Regions from separate parts of the Mus musculus genome. Here region 1 is linked to region 2. A link is a contact called in public Hi-C data. All regions are on one chromosome and are shown on one strand. Each heading gives the region's core, a stretch centred on a gene start, on an enhancer-like site or on the middle of the called end of the contact. The rest is flanking DNA. Distances are from core to core; before and after follow the strand shown. Region 1 has its middle 48 kb from the start of Gm39359. Region 2 overlaps Iqch (IQ motif containing H).

What was found. Hi-C and Micro-C count contacts between places; a contact is called where the count stands out from the background.
Region 1: a Hi-C map of bone marrow-derived macrophages shows a contact between it and region 2, with 22 read pairs. The contact joins two enhancer-like sites. A contact is called at or near these places in 1 of 15 datasets of contacts at CTCF or cohesin (large pre-B cells), 1 of 484 Hi-C or Micro-C datasets (bone marrow-derived macrophages) and 1 of 9 other capture datasets (embryonic stem cells).

Annotation. Positions count from the first base shown.
Region 1 is chr9:63,841,250-63,845,598 of GRCm38.p6, reverse strand. No RefSeq gene overlaps it. Among named protein-coding and RNA genes, the nearest start is that of Gm39359, 48 kb to the right of the region's middle. Within about 2 kb of position 1,273, at least 6 of the 459 cell types and tissues checked have an H3K27ac peak or open chromatin away from gene starts, as enhancers often do. A contact at or near this core is called in bone marrow-derived macrophages, where this site is marked.
Region 2 is chr9:63,419,363-63,423,776 of GRCm38.p6, reverse strand. Iqch (IQ motif containing H) reads left to right here. Exons shown (of 22, transcript NM_001311098.1): 22 at 1,808-2,328. The coding sequence ends at 1,942. All of the region lies in intron 1 of Gm16759 (a long non-coding RNA gene), which reads right to left. Among named protein-coding and RNA genes, the nearest start is that of Gm25995, 21 kb to the left of the region's middle. Within about 2 kb of position 2,211, at least 20 of the 459 cell types and tissues checked have an H3K27ac peak or open chromatin away from gene starts, as enhancers often do. A contact at or near this core is called in bone marrow-derived macrophages, where this site is marked.

The sequences.
Region 1 (4,349 bases), core at 24-2,523, 420 kb before region 2:
AGGGAAACAACCATCCCCTTCCAGGGACCAGAGTACCCTTCTCGACCCTCAAGCTCCCATCTCTCCAGTTCTCCTCTTCACTGGGGGGAAAAATCCACCCAACAGACCAAACCTGGGGGTCAACAGACTCTGAAATGCACAAGGACTGCTGAGCTCAGGCACCGCTAAACCCCAGCCTGGAACTCAGAAAGGACTCCCCTCCCCAAGACAATGCTTTCTCTTTCCTTATCACAAACCTGATACCCAGGCTAAGGATGTGGCTCAGCTGAGACAGTGGTACAGTGTTTGCCTAGGGTGCGTGAAGCCCATGGTTCAATTCCACCACCACATAAACCAGTGTGGTGATGCTTACCAGCAAGTCTAGAACTAAGGAGGTGGAGGCAGGAGGATCAAGAAGTTCAGGGTCATCCTCGCTACACAGTGAATTTTGAGGCTAGCCTGGGATACATGAGACCCTGTGTCAAAACAACAAGCAAAATCCCTAACATTAACTATCTTCTTGATAGTTCATCTGTACCCTCCTCAGGGTCCTGAGGCCCACCTCTGCCTCAGCCCAGGGCATCCCTGATGGCCAGCCATTATGCCTCCTGCTGCTTGGTATGACTTCATTCCCACCCCACCTCCCACTTCCAACGTCTCTTTCTGATTTGTTCTCTGATTTGCTAGAGGTGATGTTTAAATGAGCTACCCTCATTACTCTGACAAGGGATCAGAATTTTTGAGAGCCTTCTTCCCCACGTCCTGTAAGAAGTGAGTGACATACCATTCCTGGGAAGATCTGGACATCCAGTAAACAAATGATTCACCTCCCAAATTAGGATATGTGTGAGCAAGGAGGGCTCATTCTAGTCAGGCATGGCAGTAGGTGTGACCCAGGCTTCCCTGGACTTGTGGCTGCCTGGAGACTATGGACTGGGGTCTGTTCTCTCTTTCCCTTGTTACGTCCTGTGGAAGGATGGACATTTTTCATGGTCTTCAGTGTAGTACACATGGAGGTTTAGAGTTGGAAGGTGATATGCTCACTGCCAGGAGAAGTCTCGCCCTTCCAGCCAGCATATTGCTAGTTTGTAGACTAGCACAGACAATGGGCCTGTTCTTTGAATAGTTCTCAGCACTTCTGGGACTTCAAAGACAAAAGACACCAGTATTTTTATGGTCCAGGTAAGAAGAAACCCAGGGTAGATGCAAAGGCTGATTGAGGTGTCTTCTTCATGCACCATCCATAAGAAATCCATTTAGTCAAGTGCGGCACTGTGCCATGATCACCACAAGAGGGCGCTCACACACAGACAAAGACACACTCCATCTGTATTTTCCGCAAACTAGTGCCACCATCTCACCTGTAGGTTGACTGTTTAATTTTCATTCTGAAGTAATGATGCACCCGTAGGGAAGTTGTGAATGTTTTACTCGTGATATTTAAGCCTTCCACAGATGCTGCTGGAATGCTGACCCAAGCCTACTGTGTGTGAGTCTTCAGGTATGTTCCTGTTTTCAGGGACATCTAAGTCACGAGCATCAGTGCCACCTGGTTGAGGCCCACCCTCAGTGGCCAGGGTCACTCGATGACATCTTCTAGCAGGTGGTGTCACCTCTCTGTCTATTCCATCGGGTTTTCTGCAGCACCGCTGTTGGAGGTGACCTCTAGCTAGGGACATTAGAGGCGTCTCCATACAGCCCCCTTGCTGGAAGAGGCTCCAGGCAACTGTAGGCTCTGGAGCTGGTCTCCTTGTGAGCGGTTGGCACCATCGATGCCCAGTGACATTCAGTCTGGTACCTTTCCTGTTCTAGAACCTTCACTGACAGGGAGGAGTCAGGCATCCACCATTGTCACTGTGGACACTTAGACTGATTGGTCCTCAGGTGACCAGTGGCCTGTCTCTGCTGCTACCCCTCCCCCAGGCGTCCCAGCCTCACCTCTCAGAGCCTCACCCTCCTCCACAGACCAGAGCAGCCACTTCCTCCCTGTCCTTGCACTGATCCTCAGCAGGGTCCGTTTCCCTCCTGAGGTCTGTACTGCCCTGGCAGGTGGCTATGCCTCACACTGGGCAGGTTCTGTCCCTAGGGTCCCCCAAGAGGTCATCTGTATCCTGCACTTCCACCTCTGTATTTTGAACTGAGGGGGAAAGTTTGCTGGAAACTGGATTGACTCTTGGCTTTTCCCAAGGCGGGGTTAACATTCCATCATACCTTCATACCCCATCACTTCACACTGTCATTCCCACTTGTCCTGTCCGTCAATGCAGGGTGTGTGTGTGTGTGTGTGTGTGTGTGTGTGTGTGTGTGTGTGTGTGTTCACTGCTTCTTTGGAGAACCCTAGGGGCTCCAACACAAACAGCAATGGCATATCATCCCATCCATCTTACCCCTGGGACATACCGCCTTTTGACTGGCACCGGTGCCCCTTTCAATCCCCAGTGGGCTATGAGACTCTGGCTGGGCATCTAAGAGAAATCTAGTACAGCTTTGATAGACAGCGTGATGGATAGTTTTAATTGTCAACTTGACAGAAAGTGGGATCACCTGGTAAGAGAGTCTTGACTGCGGGACCGTCTAGATCAATTGGCCTGTGTGCACGTGTTGAGGGTATTGCCTTGCTTTTGCTAATTGAGATGGGATGATCCAGCCCACTGTGGGCAGCACCATTCCCTAGGTTTGGATCCTGGATCGTATGAGTGGAGAAAGCAACTGAGAGTCTGGTGCACACATTCGTTCTCTCTCAGCTCTCTAGTGGATGCGACGTGACATGCTGCTTCAAGTTCCCCAGCCTCGATGGAAGAAACCCGGATTCATGAGCAAGTCAATCTTTAATCCCACGGGATGTTTTCGTTGGGGCATTTTCATCACAATGAGAAAGAAAACCAGGATAGACAGATTAGCTTTTCTGCAAAGGATCCAGCCAAGGAGGACCTGTGACACCTGCCATCAACCATTCATTTAAAAAAAAAAATCCCACAGGTGGGCTGGAGAGATGGCTCAGTGGTTAAGAGCACTGACTGCTCTTCCAGAGGCCCTGAGTTCAATTCCCCCACATGGTGGCTCACAACCATCTGTAGTGGGATCTGATGCCCTCTTCTGGTGTGTCTGAAGACAGTGACAGTGTACTCATATACATAAAATAAACAAAATCTTTTTAAAAGCAAATCACAGATGAATGTGACTCAAGGCAGGACTTTCCATTCACAGTGTTTGCTGACCACAACCCTTCTGCGGAGATCTTTCACCTGTACCTTAGGCTGCCCCTGGATCCTGGACAACTCTTACACCAGATCCCAGCCTGTCTGCTCATTGTCCTGAAGCCCTTGGGAGGTGGCTTTTTACTGCCTTGCTCACAAATGTGTAAGGGACATTAATGCTAGTCCAGGTAAGGTGTTAGGGGATTAGATGGCTTCAGGTGACTTACTCTGGTCTTATTATGGGAAAAATGCATATAATTTGTTTATCTCAGTCATGTTATCATGAATATGGGATTGTAGCATCTTCTCCCTTGTGGGCACAGCAGAGTTTTACATGATGACTGTTTGGTCAGTCTCCATCTCAAGATGAGAACAAACACAAGTTGTAGCCATCCTGAAAAGCTCACAGGCAAGAGACAAACCTGGGATCAGCTTCACAAGTGGAAGGGATATTTGTTACAACAGTATAACCAAGTTTCCCTGACTGATACAGTTCCTGAAGTTGGAAGGATTCTTCCAGGCCCTTAGCAGGTAAAGCCTCAAAGGTGGCTTTAAAGGGGAGACCTGAGGGACAAGATGCTCTGAGGAAGATTGCTGACATGTAGATACCAGAGGAAAGTCACTAAAAGGGTTGGCTAGGCACCCTGGAACAAATCAATGCACATTTCTCCAGCCCCTGGCTCAGCGATGGGCTCCGTGGATGCCTGTTCAATAAGGGACCTGGGGCCGTTCTGAGTCAATCAGCTCACTAAAGTGGGTAACAGGAATCAGAGCTGTTCTTTGGGGGTGCTCAGATACTTGGGCACTCCAGGAAGAGCTGCGGGTAACAGTGTACAGGTCCCCACACCTTATATAGAGGTTTGGGAGCTTAGGGCTAGGTTACAACACTTGTCTCATGGAGACTCAGAGGGCTGGGCTGGAAGCCGCCATGCAGGCGTAGAAGGAGGGGGATCCGGGAATAGCGTTCCAGGTACAACCTGGGGGGATTCGGTGACCCAAGGAAAACCTGCCTCAACTTTGCTGACTTAACCCACCTCACCTGCTCTTGTTTAGTGGCCTTTCAGCTTCAGAATGCAGGCCCCGCCTCTCAGGAGTGGACCGCAAGGGTAACAGCCAAATTAGGTTTCATTACGCATGTGCAGACCTCCATTGCCTTTCAACCTTACACGTCCC
Region 2 (4,414 bases), core at 962-3,461:
CTAAGTAAACTACATATGTATGTATGCATAATAGGATGAAATGGGAATAACAGAAATAAACCCATACTTTATGATCAATTAATTTCTAAGAGTATAAAGTGATTCAGTGGAAGAAAAATAGTCTTACTAATATAAGGTACTGGAACAAACAAAACCTACAAATAATAATGTTGGACTTCTCTTAGATACCCTTTCCAAAAATTACTTAAGTTGGGTCAACAACCAAAATTTAAGAGTTAAAACCATCAAATGCTTAGAAGGAAACACATGTGTACAACTTTATGACTTTGTATTAGCCATGGCTTATTAGTTGTCATGCTTAAAGCAGAAGTGGCTAAAGTAAAAACAAATTATTTGGATTTATCAAAGAAAACGTAGAATATGGCAAAACATTTGCAAAGTATATATTTGAGAAGCTTGTAGAATTGAGAGTATTTAGAAATACTCTTATAAGACAATAATAGAAAGGCTTATGCAAGCAAAGAACTAGAATAGATATGTCTTCAAAGTGTGTGTGTGTGTGTAGCCAATGTATGAATAAATGTTAAAATCATAAGTCATTAATGAAATGTAAATCAAAGCCATGGCAACATACAATACCTAGCTAAAATGGCTATAATCAAAGAGAAAAGAAATAACAAACATTTGTAAGAATTTTGGAAAAATGGGTGGGGACTGGAACCTTCACATGTTGTTGTAAAAGAGTTTGGTAATTCCTTAATAAAGTAAATATAAAATTAGCATATGATATAATAATTCTATTCTTATCCAAGAATATATATTCATATAAAAATGTGTACATTAAGGTTCATTAAAGCATGATTCATAATAACTAAAAATGTAAACAACCCAAATGTACGTCAAGTGAGAAAATAGTGAATTCCATTTTATTATATGGAAAATAGTCATATAATAGACTATTGTGGAATATTGTTCAACCTTTTTATAAAGGAATGAATGAAGTGCTGACAGTATGTACTACAACATGGATGAATGTTGAAGATATTGTGCTAAGTGAAAGAAACCAGTCACAGAAAGATAAGTACTACAACATGGATGAATGTTGAAGATATTGTGCTAAGTGAAAGAAACCAGTCACAGAAAGATAAGTCCTATATGATTCCATTATATGAAGTGAGCAAAGCAAGCCAATCCATAGACAGGAGATGAGTTAGTAGCTGCCAGGAGCTTGGAAAAAGGGACGAAAGGGAGAAGATGCTAACAGGCACAGGGTTCCTATTTGGGGTGCTAAAGATGCTATGGAATACACAGTATTCATACCTACTGAATTCTATATTACAAAGGAATGTCTCATATTATGTAGACAATTCCTTAACACACATAAAGGAAAATGGGAAGGTGTCAGTTTTGTTCCCAGAAAACAATGAAAGTAAATTCTTTCAGCCTACTAGCCCCCCTTTTAAAGTGTTCTATCCAGTACTTCTCAAATTATCTACTGAAAATCTGTTTGTTTTCTAACCTATGATGGATTAATACTTTTTATTAGGTATACCAAATTGATTAGAAAAATGGAGTTAAAAAAAAGTGTGTAAAATACAAACCTAATGATTTCATCATTAGACTCATAAAATTCTAGTACATAAACATTTGAATTCTAGCTCAATTTTTAAACTTACAAGTCTAACAACCAGTGATGTATGGATGGGATGGGTGCCAATGTGTGGAACTCATTTTGAGTAGAATTGATCTAAACTGCACTGAACTCTGAAAAGGGATAAATGTTTGAGGGGTGGATGCTTTAAGAAGTCTTTAAAGTAATAAATATTGTTTTTACTGTTGTCCACAGACTACCATTGATGATATTGAAACCATTTTAGGAGTAACAGAAGAAAATAAAATGATATTTGTAAGAGAAAAACAGAGCAAAGAGGAGGAAGATAACCTTTATGAACCTGTTGAAATACACTCAGAAATAGTCTGACTTTGGATACCTGTCTAGAGCAAGAAAGAATGTTTGCTTTGCAATTAGTATAAAAGTGGGGAAGTTAGTTTGCTTTGTTTGCCAAGAGATAAATCAGAACAAATTGTAATGTAATCTTTAAAATCTTGTTTATTATGCAACGTTATTTTACTCATTAAATTTAAACCTACCGGTGTTTTCGGTGTGAATGCTAAGAACCCCTTCCTCCTCCCAAAGTAACCACGGGGGGGGGGGGGAAGTCCACTACTGCATCCGCTTCTCTGTAAATTTGTAACTGTATGAGTCACTCTTGCTTTCTTGCGTTTTACAAGTTTTCTCCTGCTTCCAAAAGCCACTTAGCTTCTGCATTTAAAACACCGAATAAACCAGGATGACCACTATTTGTCAAAGCACAGTGTCCTCTTTTCCCAAAATAAATGACATCAGTTTTAAGTGACTATCATCCATTCTACAGTGTACCCAGCCCTATTACTTGTTCTCACTGTCACACAGTAGGAAAAGCCAATGTGGAGTTAACTGTGGCATCAGAGTGTGTCTAGGTGGCAGTATCTGCTCTGAGTTTAAGACTATGTAATTGGAGCCCTTCGCTGGAATGAGAATTCCTGTTGCTAGTTTTCTGCATGATACAACAGTAGGATTTTTACAACTGAAGTCAACGGTACCTTTTAAAGGGCAAATAGCTAAGTTAAGCTGTGCTGCCACTCTCAGCCTGTGCTTCATAACTGTCTAAAAACATTTCTCCATCTGCCAACTTTACTGAAGGATAAAATAGGCAAGGTACAACACCAAAATCACATACAGTTTTAAAGAACAATCTTTATGTCTATAACACACATTATTTAGGAAATGAGGTGTTTTGGGGGTGTTTTGTTTTGTTTGGCCTGTGGAATTTCAATCATTTTAAAACTGCTTCCGCCACAGGCTAAGAGTTTTTGTGATAAAATTAACATTTCTCTGTGTGTCTGCTTTTGTTTAGCCATTGTAGGAAATACATTAATTAGCCAGGTTTTTGTCTGTGCTAGGTACAGTGATGACCTCTTTTTCTTGCCAGATCTCTCTAATCCATACGAGAAGCCTATTGTCCAAACACTTGACGAATAGGAAGTGCTACATGCCCGATAGAGTCACTCTTCTATCGAAGCCAGAGCAACATAAGGTCCAGGAGACTCATTAGTTCACTGGCACAGTCATGTCCTGAGAGTAAATGAAACCCTCTGTCTCCTTATGGCTCTCATCTGCTCTGGACTTTAAAAGAAAACTGTCTCCGTTTTGTTCAGCACAGCAGTGGATCATTCACATGGCCAAAGCCCTCCTCACAAAACCATTAAAGCCATAGGGAAGTTCCGAGTGTGGACTGTGATTAGCACTGCTGAGCCTGGAGCTGCTGGCAACAGTGTAGGAGCTCACTCTCCTGTAGGTTTTTTAACCACATGATTGGTTTCTCAAACAATACCACTTGCCTTCTTTGCATATATCCTCATTTTGCAACACAAAACACTTAATTCTAAACTCAGGCCTTTTCAGACTCAGGCCCACCCTACAGTGATAGGAAGAAGGCACTCTGACTAAACAGCTACAACTTCAAAATGAAAGGCAAAAATATCTGTAAACTAAAACAATCATGTCAAGTAATTAAGTAGAAGACAGAGAAGCAGATTAAATTGGTAAAATGCTTTAATTACAGAACATTTGCAAAGAAGCATAGTCCATTATCTTTCAGTACATATATGTTACAAAGATATTGTAGAGCTAGCAAACTAAATTCAATTTGAACATGTGCTAATGTGTGTGTGGTGTCCAAAAGTATCCCCAAACATTGTCAAGTGGGGGTGAACTGCTGAATTTTTACTGGCCTGTGTCAGTAAAAGTAAAATGTGTCGTTTTTCTGCTAAACAGTAGAGCTGATTCTGTATGAGATATGCTATTAGCTATTCTAGCTAACGCTAAAGATCTGCACTAGCAAAGTGTATACACCACTTAGGAGAGCATTATTGGCGAGTGTCTTCTTTAATGTACTGCCCATCTCATACCAGTAGGTCAGACAACCATGCAGTCCACTGGCATGGTCCTCCTGCCCATCAGCTACTTATACTTGCCACCTACTGAGCATTTAGTAGGGCTAGATACAAGCTGGACTAGAAGCTCTGTAATTCTACTGCATCTTCCCAGCAAATCCGTACAGACACTTATTACTACTGCCCTCATCTTACATATGGGAGAAAAAAACCCACAAGATTTAGTAAGATTATTATTTCACCCCATGCTTTAGTGAAGTGAAAATAAATTTGAGATTTGCTCCTCTTGGCCATGAATTTTAGCATTTTGTATAAAGTAGAAAGTTTCATTTCACCTGCTGCATAGTACACAATAGGTTTGCTTTCCTTTATAGCAAATTCTACTGTGTTTCCTAAACTATAGGAAAACAAGTTAACTTATGCGCATCTCTTGATAATAAAATCAACTTGCTAAAGC